2 separate regions of the Ovis aries genome follow, and region 2 is linked to region 1. A link is a contact called in public Hi-C data. All regions are on one chromosome and are shown on one strand. The core of a region is the stretch at or near the end of the contact, and the rest is flanking DNA. Distances in the headings are between cores, read along the strand shown.

What was found. Hi-C and Micro-C count contacts between places; a contact is called where the count stands out from the background.
Region 2: a contact with region 1 is called in a Hi-C map of tail adipose tissue, with 3 times the contacts expected there. The contact joins the promoter of SPCS3 here to the promoter of WDR17 in region 1. A contact is called at or near these places in 2 of 16 Hi-C or Micro-C datasets (both in tail adipose tissue).

What each region holds. Positions count from the first base shown.
Region 1 is chr26:6,840,815-6,845,173 of ARS-UI_Ramb_v3.0, forward strand. It overlaps WDR17 (WD repeat domain 17), which reads left to right and starts at 2,541. Exons shown (of 29, transcript XM_060406956.1): 1 at 2,541-2,672.
Region 2 is chr26:6,979,376-6,983,734 of ARS-UI_Ramb_v3.0, forward strand. SPCS3 (signal peptidase complex subunit 3) reads left to right here and starts at 1,975. Exons shown (of 5, transcript XM_015104550.4): 1 at 1,975-2,257; 2 at 3,607-3,680. The coding sequence starts at 2,115.

The DNA.
Region 1 (4,359 bases), core at 1,291-3,790:
TATGATTGTTTAAACCTCTCTTTCAAGACTTACAAACAAAATCACAGGAAAGGGAGAAGAGTACTGAATAGGGTGTCTGGGATCATGATATGAGTTCTGCTACTATTAATAATATAGCTGTAGGATCTTGACAAATTCTGGAATTTTTCAGGCCCCAAAACCTTTATCTTTAAATTGTGAGTGCACAATCAGATAATTTCTCATGTCTCATTTGGTTTCTGATTTTTAAATGGAGAGCTGAAACAATTATGAACAAATTATTTAGATGTAAAAGATATTTTTATTCAACCAATGGACCAAGCTAGACATCGTGATTTTTGACAAATTTTCCTTTTGTTATTGTTGACACTGTGGCAAGCAAATATCCATCGTAAGTGAAAATGACAGTGTGTTTTCCCAGAAACGTTTCTTTCCACCTCCCCTCTTTAGCATTCTTACTTTCATGGTCTTAATTCAGGCCATCAGTATCTTTTTCTTAATTCATCATGCTTTTCATTTCTCTGCACCCTTGCTGCTGCTGCTGCTGTCGCTTCAGTCGTGTCCGACTCTGTGCGACCCCACAGACAGCAGCCCACCAGGCTCCCCCGTCCCTGGGATTCTCCAGGCAAGAACACTGGAGTGGGTTGCCATTTTCTTCTCCAATGCAGGAAAGTGAAAAGTGACAGAGAAGTCGCTCAGTTGTCTCACCCAGGCTCCTCCGCCCATGGGATTTTCCAGGCAAGAGTATTGGAGTGGGTTGCCATTGCCTTCTCCCTCTGCGGCCTTACGTACCCTCATTTCGAAGGTAACTTTTCTAAAGGAAAAGCTTTGGTTTTAAAGGTTAAAGTCTAACCTAATTAGGTTGTTCAATGTTTTCTCAATTTGGTTTTCCAATTTTCTCAGTTTAATCTTTTACCAATTTCTCTCTCCCCTTGTATCTTTACATGTCTACCTTCACCTTCTCCAGAGAATGCAAACAAGCCAAAATTAGTTAAATCAATCACACATTTACCCCTTTTGTTTTTAGCCATGCTGTTCTCTATTTGGTTCTTAAATTCCAGTCCAAAATATTACTTATTGAGAGTTTCTCTGAAAACAATGAAAAAAACTTTCTCCTTCCCTCATCTGTAATTATCTCACAGAACTTTTACATAACCCTATTTTAGGACTTAACATATCAAATGTACTTAGGCATTGTCCTCTATTTTCTCTGGTAGAGTATGTGCTTATTTATTTATTTATCCATCCATCGAGCCAATATTTATTGAAGATCTGCTATTTGTTAGAATGAAGGGAACAGACCTGTAAGAACTGATTCTAGCTTTTAAAAAGCATGTCTATGTGGAGAGGTAACTTTTAAGCCAATTTTAATTTGCAAAATAGAATGTTCAGGGCCGTGGTAGGTAATAGACTATGCAGAATACTTTGGAAGAAAAAAGTTTATGGCATAAGAGGATCAGGATTAAGTCTAGGGAATGAATGTCCCTGGTTAGTTGGTTGGTTGGAGTAAACCATTAATTTATTAACTATTCAGAGTCTGACATATAGTGAAAGCTCAATAAGTGTTATTAAACACACTTCATTCCGAGTATCTGAAGGCTTATTTTCTCCTGTGTGTTTGATGAAGGCTACTGGCAATGAAGAGATTTCAGAGACATGAAGAAGAAAATGTGAATGACAGTACCATTTCCATTCAACCAGGTTCCACCAGGAAAATGTCAGTTTGCACACTTTGAGGGGAGCTCCATTCAACCAGATTCCACCAGGAAAATGTTAGTTTGCACACTTTGAGGGGAGCTAAATTAATTACACACAAACCCACTAACAGTAACAAATAGCTTTCGTAGGGGTACTGCACAGAGCTTCTTGAGCCCAATCAGACGGTAACGAAGTGCCCAAGAGACAGTATTCTGTATTCACATTCCAGGTGATGGGTTCAACTTATCTGAAGGAGGCTCAGCTCAAGGAAGCCCACACTCCTCAAGGAGCTGAGGTGACTTACGGCATACTTGACTCATTTTCCTAGAAGGTGAAGGATCCATATGTATTATGTGAAGACTCTATGTGTGTTAGGAGAAGGCAATGGCAACCCACTCCAGTACTCTTGACTGGAAAATCCCATGGATGGAGGAGCCTGGTGGGCTGCAGTCCATGGGGTCGCAAAGAGTCGGACACGACTGAGGGACTTCATTTTCACTTTTCACTTTCATGCCTTGGAGAAGAAAATGGCAACCCACTCCAGTGTTCTTGCCTGGAGAATCCCAGGGACATGGGAGCCTGGTGGGCTGCCGTCCATGCGGTCGCACAGAGTCGGACGCGACTGAAGCGACTTAGCAGCAGCAGCAGCTATGTGTGTTGGATGGTGAGAACGCCGGTGGCTCACTGCTTCTTCCCCCACTTTCAGCCTCACCAAACTCCGGGAATCCAGTCTTCAGAGCAGACTCTGGGTTGCCAGGTAACCACCTCCGGGAGCCTGGTCTCCGGGCGCAACAGCCCCCGGCCCTCCAATCAGCGGTCGGCGTGCGGGTCACGTGGGGCCCGGCCCGCGGCGCCCGCCTCCCGGGCCCTCGGAGCCCGCCGCTCACGAGAGGAGGGCGCGGCGGGGCGGGTCCGGGTGCCGCGTTCGCTCAGCCGCCGGGTGGGCTTCGGCACCTTGCACCGTCTGTCCCCTCCGTGGTCGCCGCCTCCGCCAGGTAAGCAGCGGCGGGCCGCCGGGCGAGGGGCCCGGGAGGGCGCGGGCTGCAGGGGAATGGCCGTCGGACCGCGCGTGGCGTCGTGGGAGGGTCGCGGGGCCGTGCGCGCGCCCTGCGGGGCTTCGCGCGCGTTGATGTCCCGGGAGTCGGCGCCGCACACCTGGTTACCAAGCGGTGCCGCGGCGACCAGCCGTGAATCCCCTGAACAGCCCTGGAGTGTCACCTACCACCCTGCCGAGGCTCGTTGTCTCGATTTCATGTTTTAAGCTGGTTCAATCTGTGTGCGTCTAGCTCCAGATTGGAACTCTTATTGCTGTGTCCGCGGGCACTTGTGTAAGCGCCTGTCTTCATATACAGGTTGTACCAAGAAGTCTTTGAGTTGGAAGGAAATGTGTTCTAGAAAAATAGCATTGAATGTCAGAGGCATAGAGTGTCTTAAGTAGATCATAAGATATAATCTCCTGTTTTTTAGAAATTAATTTCTGAAGTTCTTTTACTGTATTAAAAATATAGTTTATACATATATAAACTTTCTTTACTATGTTAATTAAAATCAATTGATTTGAATGAAGTTTAGTGATAACTTGGGTCATGTATCAAAAATAAATCACACATGGATTGTAACTTCCATATATGCACATCTGTATAGATACATATTTATTTAAAAGTCTCCAACAGTGGTTTAAAGAGAGAGATTACATTTCTAAGTCTGTCAGTGTATAATTCTTGCAGAAGTACCCTGCAGAAAAACTCATCGTTCTTTTAAAATAATTATTACTGTACTTAAAACTTTTGTTATCTACTAGTCACATAATAATTTTATATATCAGAAAGACACAGATTAATTTAATTTAGAAAATAATATTTTTAAATTCCTCTGCTCTCAGTAGATGGACTACTAGGGCTAAAGTGTGTTTGTTGTTTTCTGTGCTCTACCTTGAAACCCTTAGCCTGTAAGGATGAGCCACAGCAGTTTTTATATTACTCAGAAAAGAGTAGGAACAGTTTTATTTATTCATTTTTGTTTGTGTCTTTTGCCCAAATAGATACTAGAAGTCCAACACGAGTGATGAGATTGTCACTATTAGTAAAATATGCGCAAATTCTCAAGACTACCTGATTTTACTTGCCTAAATGCTATAGTGAAGACTAAAATGAAATTCAGTTTCGAAAGATTCACATTTTTTTTCCGGTATTCCAGAATTTATTTGAAGTCAGACCTAATAAACAAAAAAGGTAACAGTTTACCAGATTGCTGAATGTTTACCCAGCCATTCATGGCAATGGTGTGTATACAAACATGGCTGCTACGCTATGCAGTTCCTGAATTATCTCTGCTTATATTTTGTATATCTATTCCATTTAGCAGATTGACATATTAAGGTGAAGTCATGTATGTTGTTTCTAGTGTTTCTTCAGGAACAGAGATCTTACTGAGAATATTTTAATCCATGGAAATCCTATGAGGAGATCGAGAGGGATTTCTTAATAAATTACTAACTGAAACGTATATTAGACTAAGGGCGGCTGGCATTTTTCAACATCCAAGACTATGTGATGTTCTATGACAGTCACATGGAGGTTATTCTCTCATTGTTGATGAGACTATTCCTTAGAGATTTATGAGCAAGAAGTTAGATATGGATACCTGGAGAGAATCAGAAATTCCACAAAGAATTTACTGTGC
Region 2 (4,359 bases), core at 725-3,224, 140 kb after region 1:
CGTTGCAAAGAGTTGGACATGACTGAAGTGACTTAACAGCAGGACCACTGAAGTAATCAAAAAAAAAAATTAAGAACCAAAGAATTCTGGATGCCTGACTTAGAACGTTTCTTATGAATAAAGATTGTTTGAAAACTGACACTAATGTCTTTAGGAATGGATCAGCTGTTAGCCTGCTTTTTGGCAAAGTCAGACATTAAAAAGCATCTCTCTCAGTGGAGCTATAATTGATTACTTGAGCTCACTGGAGAGGGCTGCTGCTTGAGAGATTTATTTATAGTGCCTCAGATCTACACACTGGATTGATAGTCTAATGAAATGCTTCTTTTATAATTCCAATTATAAATGGGTCTTCAAATAATTTACTCCTAGATGAATCAGAGGCAGTGAGGACATGCATGGGCACCATTCTCAGGAGGCGAGCTCAGAATATTGGCCTTAGGGTTTTCTGTTTGCTTTACTTTGAGAGTTCATCTCTCTGCATAGGAATTTTCAGAATTAGGCTGACTGGCATTGGTTGTTGTAGTATCCTTCTTCTTCAAAGCAGATTTTTGGTTATCTAATACAGTTTCTGGTAGGAGTCTCTCTTTGTCTCCTTTCAATAGTATCAGCGAATTTCCCTGCTACTGTTCAACTTAAAAAAAAAAACAAAAAACAGATTCTCTTCTGTTACCAAACATTCTTGGCTTAGGCAGGAATAAAGCAGTTAACGAACACATCTTCTTTAAAGCACATCTTCTAAAGACACACACACTAAAAAACTTCTCAATAAAGAAGGAATTAATGGATACTTCTTTGATATCCATATTATACACACAGACATCTCTGTATCGTGCAACACAGTAGATGTTCAACAATTCATTGCTTCATTTAATTACTGTGCTGCCTGGAAGATAAAAATTCAGCACTTAAACTTAGATAAAGATCTCTCTTTAGTTTATAGCTTGTTTGGTTTTCATTACTTGGCCCTACTTCAATTTAGCAGGGGCTTTGTCTTATTAGTCCTGTTCTCTTAGAGCCTGCTGTACCTGGCATACTAGGCATTTAGTAAGAATTTTAACTGTATGGCTGTATGGAAATTGAGTGATTACTGAGTAGTACAAAGAAACAAGGGCTCAACAACAGATCAGGTAAAACAGCAATAGGGTCAGAGTATCATTTTCTGGTCTGCAGGCATCTCAGGTGTTCGCACTGTTAGTTTATGGACTCAAAACTTTTTAAGGAGTTAACTTCAGCGGATTACTGCTCATTGAATCCTATTTTTTAAATTACACACGCACACACAACAAAAACCCAAAACAAAAACCCACCCTAGCTGCTAACACAACAAAGGTGTCGGCAGTTTAAGCTCAGGGATTGACAGTCTGAACCCTACGGTCTCTCAGGGCCAATATGTACTGATGGCTTGCTAAATTTACACTATAAATTTATATACTTTATAAAAATTTAAACTATCCTTTGTGTGGCATAGCAATTCCACAGCGATCACCTTCTTTGATCCTGAGAGCCCAGTGAAGTCATCCTTTCAGTTATCCGATACATTTTGTGCCCCACGCCCTCCCCAAAAGCTGATGTTCTAACTTTGATCAGGCTTGACAAAGGGGACAACTGAGCGCTGTAAAGTGCTGCTTTCAAACGCGACCCGTCAGGACACGCACCAAACGATCTTGCCCCGCCGCTGATTTTAAATGCAAAGTAACGGAACGTAAGCACCCAGGAAGCCACAGTTCCACACAAGCTGACGAAGAGGCGGAGAAAGGACGCTGGGCAAGCAGACCCGGGCCGGGCCAGGGGACGTAACACCAAGCAGGCGGACCTTCCTCGGCGAAACTCCGCCCCTCCTCGTCGCTGATTGGCGGAAGGGCAGGGGGAGGCCCCGCGCGCGGCTCAGGCTCTCGGGCTCTGCGCGCGCCCCGCCCGCTGGTGGGTGTGTCCGGGCAGCGGGGACGCGCGCGCTCGATCGCGTCCGGGACCGGAAAGGAGGCGGGGCCGCGGTGGCGCGCGTCCCCGGAACGCGCGGCACAGGCGGCGCGGATCGTCGGGAGCCGGTCCGCTGCCGGAACGGGGTCCCGGCTGTGCCTGTGCCGCGGTGCGTTCTCGGGGCGTCGGCCGAGATGAACACGGTGCTGTCGCGGGCGAACTCGCTGTTCGCCTTTTCGCTGAGCGTGATGGCGGCGCTCACGTTCGGCTGCTTCATCACCACCGCCTTCAAAGACAGGAGCGTCCCGGTGCGGCTGCACGTCTCGCGGATCATGCTGTGAGTGCGGCCGACGCCGGGGGGCGGGGATGGGCGGGCAGGGCGTCGCGGCGTCGGCCGGGCTGCGGGGCCCCCTCACGAGCAGCCGGCGCCCCCGGGCGGGCGGGTCGACCCCCGGCGCCCCCCTGCGCCGCGTCTTCGCCGCGCCTTCGCGGGCTCGCTCTTCAGTTTTTCTGTGGAGCGTTGCTCCGGTCGGCGTCCGCCCTCCCTTCCGGTTCCTCACTTCCGCGCCCGCGCGCGGCCAATGAGGGAGCCCCACGACAGCGCGGCGCGCCCTCCCCGCACCCCCAACCGGCGCGGGGTCCGCGCCGCTCGACCCCCGAACCCTCACTCCCCGGGGTCGGCTTGTTCCTGCCGCCGCCGAAGGTGCCTGCCGACTGGGCCGGAGGGGTGAGGGTGCCTGAGGAGGACGCCACACCCCGGCGCTGAGCGACGGCGTGCTTTGAATTTAAACATTTTTGAAGGGCCAAGCCGCTTGAATACACTCTGCAAATATGCCCCCAAGTAGAGTTTAAAACGACATGGTCCTTCCGCGAATGTCCATTACCGGGACTACTACTTCGATTCGTAGCTTTTTTTTTTTTTTTTTTCTTTTCTCCTCCCTGGTTCTCCTATCCTTCTCTATGCCATCTTTCAACAAGTGCTTTCTCGTCTTCACCCTTCGTTTTATTTCTTAAGTCCGAAACCCGGACCAGCTGGTCATCTGATAGCTATCCCCCCACTATTTTTTTTTTCCTGCCTATGTTGACGTTTTTTAGTAAATGGGTTTTTTTTACATGAAGATAGACCCTGGCTGAAACTCCCGAGTCTGTTCTGCTCTGGAAGAGTTTAGAAAAGCCTGGCTCATGGTAAATCCTGAACTGTTAGCTCCTGTGTATCTGGAGCTAGCTTCTTACCTTCCTTGGTGTTCATTTGCTTTTTTCTGAAGTGGAAGTAACACCCAACCCATAGGCATGTTGTGAGCATTGAGATGATTGTCAAAAATACATAGTGGACCTGACAGACACATAGTAATCGCTCAATAAATAGCAATTATTCATTTTGTCTTGGTTTCCTTATAGTCGTCTGTAATTTCTTCTTCCAGATCACTTGACATAAAATCTTTCACATTCTTTGAGCACTTTTTATCTCCCTCTGGGTTTTGTTAGGGATTCTTTTAAGTTAAATGGAAATAGCTGAAGACCTGCTTTAATAGTGAATTAGAATGTTTGTTGATACACAAATTTCTCTGATTTTTACTTGTTTGTGGGGTACAGCTAGACCGTCTTTCACTTATGTAAGGAACTTTGTGAATTTTGTATGCTGTTAAGTTTGAAGGATGGTGAAACTTAACTATTTTTTGCTTCTAGAAAAAATGTAGAAGACTTCACTGGACCTAGAGAAAGAAGTGATTTGGGATTCATTACATTTGATATAACTGCTGATATCCTTTTGAAAAAATATACTTCGTTGCTTGTATAATGATATACATATTGTTCAGTGACTTGGGGGGCAGTAAATGTTTACCCACTGTTATCAATCAAACCTTGGAAATTTCTGTGCTTGTGTTTTCATCAGTATAATCGTGCTAATGTCCCCTCATTCATACCTTGAGAAAACTTGTTTATAGATTCATGAGTTAAATCTAAAGCTACAAGAGTTTGAGTATGGATTTCAGAAAGAAAATAAAGTTAGATCATTTAGCTTAAAGGAGGAAGAATGTTAACAGTACTCAGCCTACCTAGATGCAGTGTTTCATGTACAGTGCCAAAGAATATGTCAGTATTTTGTGATAGCAGAGAGAAGCATATGTTAAAAAAAAGTGAATTGCATGTGCTGTGGTTCAGAAGGTCATTATCAGATGATTATTAGTAAAAATGCTAGCATTCTGCCTTATAGTTCTTTTATAAGTACTTACATAGTAAGAGAAATCTTAATGAAAACAATTACTTAAAGTGGAGGTGATTTCAGTATTTTCTTTTTATTTTGAATTTCCACCTTTTGACTCCTTTTTGGCCAGTTTAATCTTCTTTTAGGGGCTTAGATTACTATTTTGGCAATATTCTTCCCAGTCACTTCTAGGAAGTCACTTGCCTTTTTAGGACCCCAGGATTAAAACTGAA